Linked DNA regions of Danio rerio: region 2 is linked to region 1. The links are chromatin contacts, called in public Micro-C maps. All regions are on one chromosome and are shown on one strand. Each heading gives the region's core, a stretch centred on a gene start, on an enhancer-like site or on the middle of the called end of the contact. The rest is flanking DNA. Distances are from core to core; before and after follow the strand shown. Region 1 holds the start of ndufs3 (NADH:ubiquinone oxidoreductase core subunit S3). Region 2 holds the start of znf408 (zinc finger protein 408).

What was found. Hi-C and Micro-C count contacts between places; a contact is called where the count stands out from the background.
Region 2: a contact with region 1 is called in a Micro-C map of caudal fin, with 2.9 times the contacts expected there. The contact joins the promoter of znf408 here to the promoter of ndufs3 in region 1. A contact is called at or near these places in 4 of 18 Hi-C or Micro-C datasets (caudal fin and embryo) and 1 of 4 datasets of contacts at active chromatin or transcription factors (embryo).

Annotation. Positions count from the first base shown.
Region 1 is chr7:38,801,153-38,806,720 of GRCz12tu, forward strand. It overlaps ndufs3 (NADH:ubiquinone oxidoreductase core subunit S3), which reads left to right and starts at 3,552. Exons shown (of 7, transcript NM_001017755.1): 1 at 3,552-3,618; 2 at 4,031-4,087; 3 at 4,174-4,271; 4 at 4,355-4,504. The coding sequence starts at 3,564.
Region 2 is chr7:38,958,483-38,964,050 of GRCz12tu, forward strand. It overlaps znf408 (zinc finger protein 408), which reads left to right and starts at 2,370. Exons shown (of 5, transcript NM_001328275.1): 1 at 2,370-2,403; 2 at 3,686-3,897; 3 at 4,573-4,637; 4 at 4,720-4,955. The coding sequence starts at 2,403.

The DNA of each region.
Region 1 (5,568 bases), core at 2,302-4,801:
AGGCTTCTCTTTCTCACAGATCTATCTTCAATGGTTAAAATGATCAAACGCAGAAATGATCAGATCATTTCAACAGTGAATCAGATGTTTTGACTCTTATTATCAGGGTTAGACAGAATTTTGTGCAGCATTTGTGGACATAAAGTATGCAGAAATTCTGAATAACTTAACATAAAATAAATAATTACTTTCATTTTAGGTTTATAACCACAACCAAACTACCACTTGTTGGGTAAACAAAACAAGCAGCTCTCTTTAAGAATACACACACTAAAAGACAGGAAATATTAAACTTTACAAATTCTATTATACATACATTATCTAAACATTTTGCATGATATTCAATACTGTTGCTAAAAACTGAATGAAAATATATTTACACACAATTTCATAAGTAAAGTAAATAAAATCATGGGCTCCAAAATCTGAATTTCTGCTGGCACAGATTTCATTTTGGTCTACTGATAAGTAAATCTATGTCTGTGCGTGGGTCCCTGTACATGCTGAGTCAGGTCAAAGGTATTTAAAACAGTAATGAGTTCTTTTACAGCATTGAATTATTGAATATGAAAATCACAAGCAATATTTCAGGGGAGACTAACAGTAACTGTAAAATCATCAATTAAAGCTGGAGAATATTTTGGAGGGCTGTACATAATGATAAGTAAAATGTGCAAAGCAGCCTTTGGTGGTATACACAGAAATTCCAATGACAAATACTCACCAGATAGAACTTGCTTGTGCTGATAGACGTTATTAAATAGAGTAGTTTGCATCCACTTGTCCTTTCAGCTATACAGACTCATACTGTATAAGTAAAGTTACTATAGCCATGTTTTCATCAAGTAGAGTAGAAGTGATTTAAGAGATGTTTTAGTTTTATCCCTATACCAGTCTCTGATTTACATTTAATTGGCAGCAGAGGAATTTGGGCCATAAAACCAGATATCAAATATTATGCTAAATGTTTCTTTTTTATGCATTTATCTCCTCAAAATTACTACTGTAAAATTAGAGAGACAGTGATAGAGCCTATTCGGTGGATGGGAATGATTGGGAGGCCATGATGGGTGAGGGCCGATGAAGGAAATATGGCCAGTACACTAGGGTTACACTCCTACTCTTTACGAGAAGTGCCATGGGATTTTTGATGACCACAGAGAGTCAGGACCTTGGTTTAAGGTCATTTCCGAAAGACTGAAACTGCATCAAACTGACTGTGCAAATGCAAAATAAAGACACAATAAAATGAAAGATTAATTGAATTTTTAATTGTGTCAGTATATCAGCATTTGTCTTGTCTGTTCTTCAAAATTAACCTGCTGGTCTTCATCACTGGTTCTAATGTCCCTGTTTATCTTTTGTGAACTTCACTGACCCCAGTTTCATCCGGTGACCCTCACATGCCCAATGTCTTTAGGTGACAGTCTGTTGTTACAGTCTTCTGTTAGCTGTTGAGGAGTTTAATGGCAGAGAGAAAAAACCTAAGCTTCCCTCCCTGTCCTGTACTTCTGGCATGAGGGGTGGAGATGGATGCAGCTCTCGTGGAATCTGTCATGGCAGATGCTTTACAGAGAGGGCCAAGGAGTCCTGATGATGACCATAGAATGCAGTCTTTACCACTCTCTGCAGGTGTTTGCGGTCCATAGCAGTAGAGCTGCTGTATGTAGTGACGCAGTTGGTCAGAATAGACTCAACAATGCAGCTGTAGAAGAAGCTGTGGATCCTTGGTGGCATGCCAAGCTTTCAGTCTCCTCAGGAAATACAGATGCTGCTGAGCTTTCTTCATTAACTGTTGAGCTGTTCATATAGCCTTTTTGCATTTAATGTTTATTATTGCCATAAATCTGTTTTGCAGAAATGCAGTGTGCCAAAAGTGCAGGACTGCTGAGGAAATCAAATTATTTTACAAAGCTAAATGATACATGGGAAAATGAAATGCCCTTTATGTCCATACACTAACAGTGAATGTGGTTATTATTAATATAAGCATGACCTTATTTAATCATTTAAAAAATGACCAGAATCTTTCTTGTTTGTCAAATCAGAGACTCCTGTACTGCATTTCCAATGCAACAAGGAACATCGCCACCTTTGGTAAATGAGCAATTCCATGCAAATGTCAACTTTTCCATGAAAAAAAGAAAGTTTCTGCCTTTTTTGTACAAGCAAGTATTTTACAGTACTTGAAAAATACTCAAAAATGTTTTCAACCAATTATATTTGTTCGACCAAAGTTATACAAGTGGCAATTTCACATCCATAACGGAGAGATGTCACATCCATAGCCAAGCTTTTTCCTCATTAATGCAAAAAATGTTCAATAAAATAATATTAATCATGTTTGTACTATAGTGAGGCAACTCTTATCCTTCTGATTAGCAGTATTTCTTTTGAATTGTGCAGTTTAATTAACTGAATTTCAACAAAGTATGTTGTGTACTGTAAACTCACAGACTTATTGTGGTCACATCCATAACGCATGTTTATTTTCCTCATTTAAAGTATATATTTTTTTACAGATTTATATTTTTCTGATACCATAATTCTGGTATTAGTTGTTTTAGAAAATATAAACGGATGTTTCAATATAATGTTAACATGCTTTTTAAATGTTTTGAATTTTTATTGCAAGTGTCACATCTATAATGCTGGAATTGCTTTAATATGATGAGAATATTTATCTTATAAAACTGTGATGGGGCCTGGTGTCATTACAAAAGATTGTCCATCCTTTATATTTTCTGGTCTATGTTGATCATTTAATTTTTTACATAATTTTCTATAAGGTTTCAGTCTGCAGACTGGGATAGGCATATTCATTTATTCATTCATTCATTCATTTTCTTGTCGGCTTAGTCCCTTTATTGATCCGGGGTCGCCACAGCGGAATGAACCACAAACCTATCCAACAAGTTTTTACGCAGCGGATGCCCTTCCAGCCGCAACCCATCTCTGGGAAAAGGGATAGGCATAGCAAAACTTTATTTTTATGACCCACATTAGTTTTTAGTGTTTGTTTTGGATCATTGTCTCAATACGGAATACTTCTTATATTATTTGAGAATAAAATGGCACATCTGAACAACTAACTAGTACTTTAATCACAAAATAAAGTCTGTCAAAAATACTCAGATGTAGGCTAATGGTATTTGTGTTTTAAATACACTTAATTGAGCAGGTCCTGAGCAAGCTAATGGCCTCAAAATATAAAGAATATATATTTTTGTATTTAATTGATAATGATTATCAAGACTAGAACAGTAACAAAGAACGACAAAAATAAAACATACATCATAAACAATATGAACAGTTAAAACACATTCTGATAAACCAGAGGAGAAAGAAAAACAGATAGGCCTGAGAAAAAAACTAATGAACTACAAAATATTTTTTTGTAACGTCTAGCATAGACAAATTAAAGGAATTAATCACAAATTTGTATTAATAATAAAAAGGCGAATTTATCGCCAGAAGATGGCAGCAGATCACTGCAAAATACCAGTGTCAGTCAACAACAGCAGGAAAAGTCTCGCGAGGAAGGACGCGGTGTGGGTGTAAAGATGGCGGCCTCCTTGGTCAGATTTGTCCGCAGCGGATTTGGCAGAAGCTTAAACGGTAAGAAACAAAATGGGCAGTGCTGACCAGTTCAATATGAATTATAACTTATTTCACAGTTATTGTCACCATGCATGACGCACAGTCCACTCTCCAGTGGTTCAGACATGTCTTCGCGGATGACCTTTCCTTTTGCTGCTAGCAGACATTACAAACACACTGAACAGTACTAACACTGTCGACACATATACTATAATAACATGCTTTAATCACAACAAAGCGTCTTCTATTCGGAATTAGACAATTCTGCTGCCATTTATTGTTGCTTTGTAAATGCAGCAGTGTCATTATTCGTTTTCAATTTGACCGGACACAAGCTAACGTTATTGATTGGGATTATTCGGGAATTAATCTGAATTTGACACTGTAACTGTTTATGCAATCCATTAATTTCTTCTAATCTCTCACATAGTTGCCAGACAGAGCGCTGCGATTGTCCAGACGAGATCAACAACAACTGAGAGCAGGCGTGAGTAGATTTGTGGAGATCTGTCATTGTTCACGGAGCTGTCACTGCTTTGTCATGATTAACGTTAAATGTCTTTTTTGCTTTAGCTACTGTAAGGCCCAAGGATCCAGTCACCCACTCCCAGCTTTCAGAGTTTGGAGAATACGTCGCAGAGATTCTCCCCAAATATGTGCAGCAAGTTCAGGTCAGTAACGCCCCTGATTTACTTAGCAGATGTTGTGGTTGAGCGAAAACTGTTCTCTCATTTAGAGCCTGTTTTAATTCTAGGTGACCTGCTTTAATGAGCTGGAGATCATGGTCCACCCAGAAGGTATTATTCCTGTTCTCACCTTCTTGAAGGATCACACAAATGCTCAGTTCCGCAATCTGGCTGATCTGACAGCTGTGGACATCCCTTCAAAGCAGAACCGCTTTGAGGTAAACTTGCTCAGTCTGAACCGAGAAGTGTCAATATATATTAGGTTTTATTTGCATGTTGATTTGGTGTTGTTTGTAAATAGAATTTTAGGAGGCCACTTCAAAGTTATTATTGGTTAGTACTGGGGCTGCACAGTATTGGACAAATCTGACATCGCGATAGTTTATTTTGTTGTGATATGAATATAAAGGGACTAAGCCGACAAGAAAATGAATGAATGAATGAATATAAATTCACTAGATGATTTAAATGGCTCTATTGGTAAAGAATAGAGGTTGAAAGGGGTGATCAAGTATTTTTAAAAGCTAACTTAGCAAAAATAAAAGGTAAAAAAACAGTGCTTTATGGGTTTTAGACTTGCAGTATTCCAATGCAGAAATTTAAATGCAATCAAATGTAAAATAACATGCTCATCATTGTGTAGTAATTGTATTCAACAATATAAAATAAAGTGTAATAATAGCATTCATTAATTTTCTTTTCGACTTAGTCCCTTTATTAATCTGGGGTCTCCACAACAGAATGAACCACCAACTTATCAAGCATATGCTTTATGCAGCAAATGCTCTTCCAGCTGCAACCAATCACTGGGAAACACCTATACACTCTCATTCAAACACATACACTATGGACAATTTTAGCTTACCCAATTCACCTATACCTTATTTCTTTGGACTTGTGGGGGAAACCGGAGCACCCGGAAAAAAGCCACGCGAACACGGGAAACATGCAAACTCCTCACAGAAATGCCAACTGACTGACAACTCGAACCAGCAACCTTCTTGCTGTGAGGCGATTGTGCTATCCACTGCGCAATCTTTATTAAACAATTTAATTTTGCAATGTGAATATTGTAGATATACATTTTGCGATATCGATACTCAAATGATATATTGTTCAGCTCTAGCTTGTACTGGTTTTGCCATTTAAGAGGCACATTTGTTGAGTAAAACATTGATTTATATTTTGTTTCATTATTTCCGCTAAATTGTCCTCAAATGTTAAAATAATAATATTAAAATGTTATTTGTTAGTATTAATATGACATATGCTATGTATATTC
Region 2 (5,568 bases), core at 1,120-3,619, 160 kb after region 1:
GGAATATATTCTTAATTGTACATCTGGACATGCATGCAAAATTGCATAACTTCAATGTCTCATGCGAGCATTTTAATCTGCATAATGATCCTGATTATGAATAAACATACTTTTTGGTCACATTTTATTTTAAGCCAATATTATCTGGATGCAGACTTGGATTTGCAACCTGAGACTGCAAATCTCAGAGATGCAATGTCAGACAATGCACTCAATGAAGCTGGTGGCGTCACTGAGGGGTAGGGTTAGGGGTGGACTTAGGTGTAGGCATTAAAAAGCATTGCATGCAGCTCAGATTGCATCCATTTAGCTCAATAAATACCAATTTGCTGCTTAATAATAGCTATTAATGTAGTGGTTGAGTTTATAGGTGGGATTAAGGATGTAGAACAAGATAACAAGTAGCCTTCTAATGTATTAATAATAATCATGTAATAATAAGCTATTAGTTATTAGTTGAAAATGTTACTTAAACTAAAATGTTACCTACTTTTTGTTATCATAAAACCGTGGATATTATTGTGATATACTAATTTAATACAAGATCAAACTACATCTAACAAGAATGTATGTTTATTGCTGTCCTTTTGCACTCTGTGGGTAATTGTAAAAAGTGAACTAGTATCTAATGAAAAAGAACTGTTATCTATTAATTGGGTACTAGTATCTAATAATTAGATACTATAGCTCCTAATGATTAACTACTATTACATAAACTAGTCCCAGCTGGAATATATATCGTCAAAACTGAATAGTAGATTTCTCAATGACAGATCCTATAGAAATTAATGGAATTGTTTTCATTTATTACTAGTAACAACAGAATAGTTAGTCACTATTAAAATAAGCACTAGTATCTAATAAATAGGAAATAGGAGATCCCTTTACAGAAAGAAGGTCGCTGGTTCGAGTCTCGGCTGGGTCAGTTGGTGTTTCTGTGTGGATTTTGCATGTTCTCCCTGCCTTCACGTGGGTTCCTTCGAGTGCTACAGTTTTCATCACAAGGCCAAAGACATGTGGTATAGGCGAATTGGGTAGGCTAAATTGTCCGTAGTGTATTAGTGTGAATGAGTCTGTATGGATGTTTCCCAGAGATGGGTTTCAGCTGGAAGGGCATTCACTTTGTAAAATATATGCTGAATAAGTTGACGGTTCATTTCGCTGTGGCGACCCCAGATTATTAAAGGGACTAAGCCAAAAAGAAAATGAATGAATGAAATACTTAATCAGTTCTAGTACCTAATTAATGAGTAGTAGTACCTAATACATAAGTACTAGTATCTATTTAATAGGTACTAATATCTAATGGATGAATACTGGTATCTAATAAAAGAACTAGTGTCTGATGAGCACTAGTATATTTTTATAAAGTTGAAGATTGAACCCCTACTGCACTAGTATCTAAAAATATAGACACTTGTATGAAACAAATAAGCACTCTTGTCTAATGAATAATTACTAGTACTTAATAAAAAAGATAGTAATATTTAAAAAAATAAGTACTACTAACATGAAAACAGATACGATATGTTAAATGTCAAAACGGCTTGCCATATCATAAACACATTTAATAGCCACTCTATGAGAACACTTCTAATACAGGTGGAAAGCGTTTTATAATTTAAAATGTCCTCTTTCTTCATCTGAAATCATCTAATAACGTTAAAACTTTGCTTTGTTTGTACCTGGTGACCTTGTCCTTGTTGCTCCTCGTCTATGTGAATAGAGATGTGTCTCTAGCGCCACCTTGTGCTTCAACAATTTGCCTTTAGGCTTTTTGTAGTCTCTGAAATATTGTCTGAAGGTTAAATCAAAATTTTTGAGCTAACTTTAGAAATATATCTTAGAAAATATAGAAACCAGTGGGAAAAAACGATACACACATATCACCACACAGGAAACCAGATTAAAATCTCACGACACTAAATACATGCAATTCTATAATAGGTTTAATCTATAAGTTGTACCTTAAAGAAAGTCAGCTATCCATTAAAAGAATATTCTAATGCTCTTGCGTCGATTTTTCAGATTCAGTAATTAAATTAAAAAGAAGGGCCAAACGTGTACGACAATTTGCCAACAAGTCAAATGCGTGTGTAATATAGTCATAAATATATTTATTATTATTATTATTATTATTATTATTATTATTATTATTATTATTATTATTATTATTATTATTATTAAATAAGTTCAAAACGACAACAAGAACATACTTCCAGCTGTTTTGGATAGAGTGCGGCTGTATATGACCGTTTCTAGAGGGAAGCGTTTCTCTGTAACAGTCCTCTACCTGACTTCCGGTTGATTCGCCCATGGCTGGAAAACGATAATTTTCCCGGAGTTTTGGATGAATAAACAAGACCCTCGAGTGGCCAACGTGCAGAGGAAATATAGCCCTGAGTTAGTTGAAGTTCTTTTCTCATGCTCATATTAGAAAATACCATTACTTATCTACCAGCGAGATGTATGCTCTGTGTTCTTAGCACAGTCTGTATCTCTAGGTATACAGCAATAGAATATTTGCTAGAGATCTTTAGGACGTTGTGAATTACGCAATGCTTTAATTCATTAATGAAACATGTGAAATGCACGCTAATGTTATCATTTATAGTCATTATTGAATACTTTTATTATTTGTAATAAGCTAGCTCATTTTTCTCTCATAGTTGTGTAGTTTACGAACTGCATGTAGTATTAAATAAAGCTGTTCACAGGATAATAACACAAAAGTAAAACAAAATCATACAGCAGCTTACACAAATGAAGTGTGTGCATTTAAAAGGTTATATAAATGCATTAGTTTGTATTGGGAACATTCATCTGACTGAATGCAATTCATTATAAAAACAATAACCGCAATATAATATTAGTTCAATTTAATTCAGTTTGTTTGTTGTCATGTGCACAGTAAGGAAACACGTTTCCCTGTACAATGAAATTCTTACTTTGCCGTCCACAGTGAAGTCATACACACAACATACACGACATACAGTATATACACAGAAGTGACAGAAGTATAACTATGAAATGTATATATACAAATATCTAAGTGTAAATAATATATACCACTGATTCTGAAGTAGTAAACAGATGTAAACAATGTATAGTATTTCTTAAAATTGTGTTTATTATGCAAAAAAATGCCTGGTGCAATTGGCTTATGTGCAAACAACAGTATGATGGCCGGAGCAGATTGAGTGCAATTGTATGCATAAATAGTGCAAACTGGGATGGAGAATATAGTGTGCTACTGAGCAGAAAATGAAACTGTTTATGTCCACTGGTTATCCGTTTAAAAGTCTGATAGCTGATGGGAAAAAAGAGTTCTTGAGTTTGGCAGTCCTGCATCTCGCACTCCTATACCTCCTCCCTGAGGCTAGGAGTGTGAATATTCTGTGTTGTGGGTGCGTGGGGTCTTTCAGGATAGAGGCAACTCTTTTGTGGACCACTGAATGATCATAATACATGTAACGGCCTCCTTTGATCCTCTGACATTCTGGAAAAAAGAAATAGAGGGAAATAAACTTCTGAAAAGATGACTGTTATACAACCAAATAATATTAATTGATCAAAAATAAGAAGTGTTTGTTGTTAAGTGTGGTTCACTTGTCGTTTTACCATGAAATAAGCTCATGACAATTAAAGTATTCCACTTTGTCACACTGTGGTGTGTTTTATTTAGTGTCTACAGTCACTGGGAGAAATGAAGGCTCTGGGAACAAGAGAGACTCCATCCACAGTGCCCTGAGGTCAGTACCACTAGGGCTCACCGTGGGTCCATCTCTGGCTGAAGATGAACAGCTGGGTCTGTGGTGTGTTGGGCGAGTGCTAAAGAAGGACACTCTGCTTGGTCTGGAGGAGCCTGGAGAAACAATCAGCAAAGAAAAAGAGGAGGTATGATCAATACAAGTGTGTTTCAGATTATATCCTGCACCATATTTGCATGCATCAAGACAATAGCAATTAATATAACAGTTCCTTCTCACCTGCAGGTATATTGTATTATAAACAGTACTATGTTCAAGTGGCACCATAAGAGCAGTTTTAACTACACTGTAAAACTCAACAGTCAACTTTATCAAATGAAATGAGTGTAGTCATGTCAACATGTACTGACAGTTAATTCTACTCATTTGAAAAGAGTTTTGAACTCAGTGTTGAAGGTAATCAGTTAATTAAATACCTCATTACTTCAACTTAAATGGAGTAACTCCACAGTACTCATATAGATTAGTTCTTTAACTCAAATGGTTTGTAGTTATCGGGTTCCTCAAACGGTTTGAGTTGCCTTAACTTGTTGAGTTTTACAGTACTGAGTTGGTTTGAGTTTTCTTCATTTATTGGGTTTTATTGTGCTCAAATTGCTTTATTTACTCAAATGAATTAAGTTCACAGTACTCTTTAGCATTAGTTTTTGAACTAAAATGGTTTGTTGCAATCGGTTTCCTCAAATGGTTTGAGTTACCTTAATTTTTTGGGTTGTACAGTGTCAGTAATTGCTATTTTTAACCGTGATGATGGGTAAATTGTCCTCAAGTAATAAGTAAAACATGTGTTGTTATTTTTCAGGGGTTGCAAAACGCAAGCCAGAGTGTGTACAAAAGAGAAATCTCTGATGAAGTGTGCTGGATGCAGTAAGTTGATCTAAAATTCATTAATTAGTATATTTATTACATTACTGGATATCATCATGACATTGTAGAACTGCTTTCACAGGTTTGCCTGCAGTGCTCAGAGTGCAGAAGAGAGCAATGTCAGTGTACTTAAAGTGGATGGAAGACTAGGCCTTAAGGTCTGTAGGGATATTCAGCCAGGAACAGAACTGCTCCTTTGGGAAAGTCATCCAGAAGCTGTGACTGAAGAAGAAACGCCTCAAGTAGAAACATGTGAAAACAGAGAACAAGATGAAGCTCTGGAGGCCAACACTTCAGATCACTTCTCAGGCTCTCCATGTGAGTTTATACACAATATTCATTATATCTGTTTAAAGGGCCAGATATAGTGCCTGCAGTGTTTAGCATACTGCTAGCACACTTGTTATTGCTGGACTTCATCTTGAGAGCAGCGTTTAGATAAATATGTAAATGTATGCTATTCCTCTCCAATAACATAATTAAGACACAGCTAATATTACAGCAATAAGAAAATGGCTATTGAGAAAGCATCTGATCATAGTGGTGTGGATTTTTGCAGAATTTATAACACCAATAATAGTTTGAAAGTGTTTACCAAGCTATTTTACCAAATTTCAGAAACAAACACCAATCAAACTTGTGCTGTCCTGATTTTAATGCCGAAACCGTGTCAGTTTGTTCTTTCAGTAAAATGTTGAAGTGTGTTGGTGCCTTAAATGGTCCATTATAGTTAGTTAGTTATTTAGTTTATTTATATAGCACATTTTTACAACACAACATTGCCCAAAGTGCTGAACACAATCAATACTAAAAATAAAGTCTACATCACATACATACTTATATAAGGCATGGGTCTCAAACTGGATTCCTGGAGGGCCGCAGCTCTGCACAGTTTTGCTTCAAACCTAATCAAACACATCTGATCCAACTA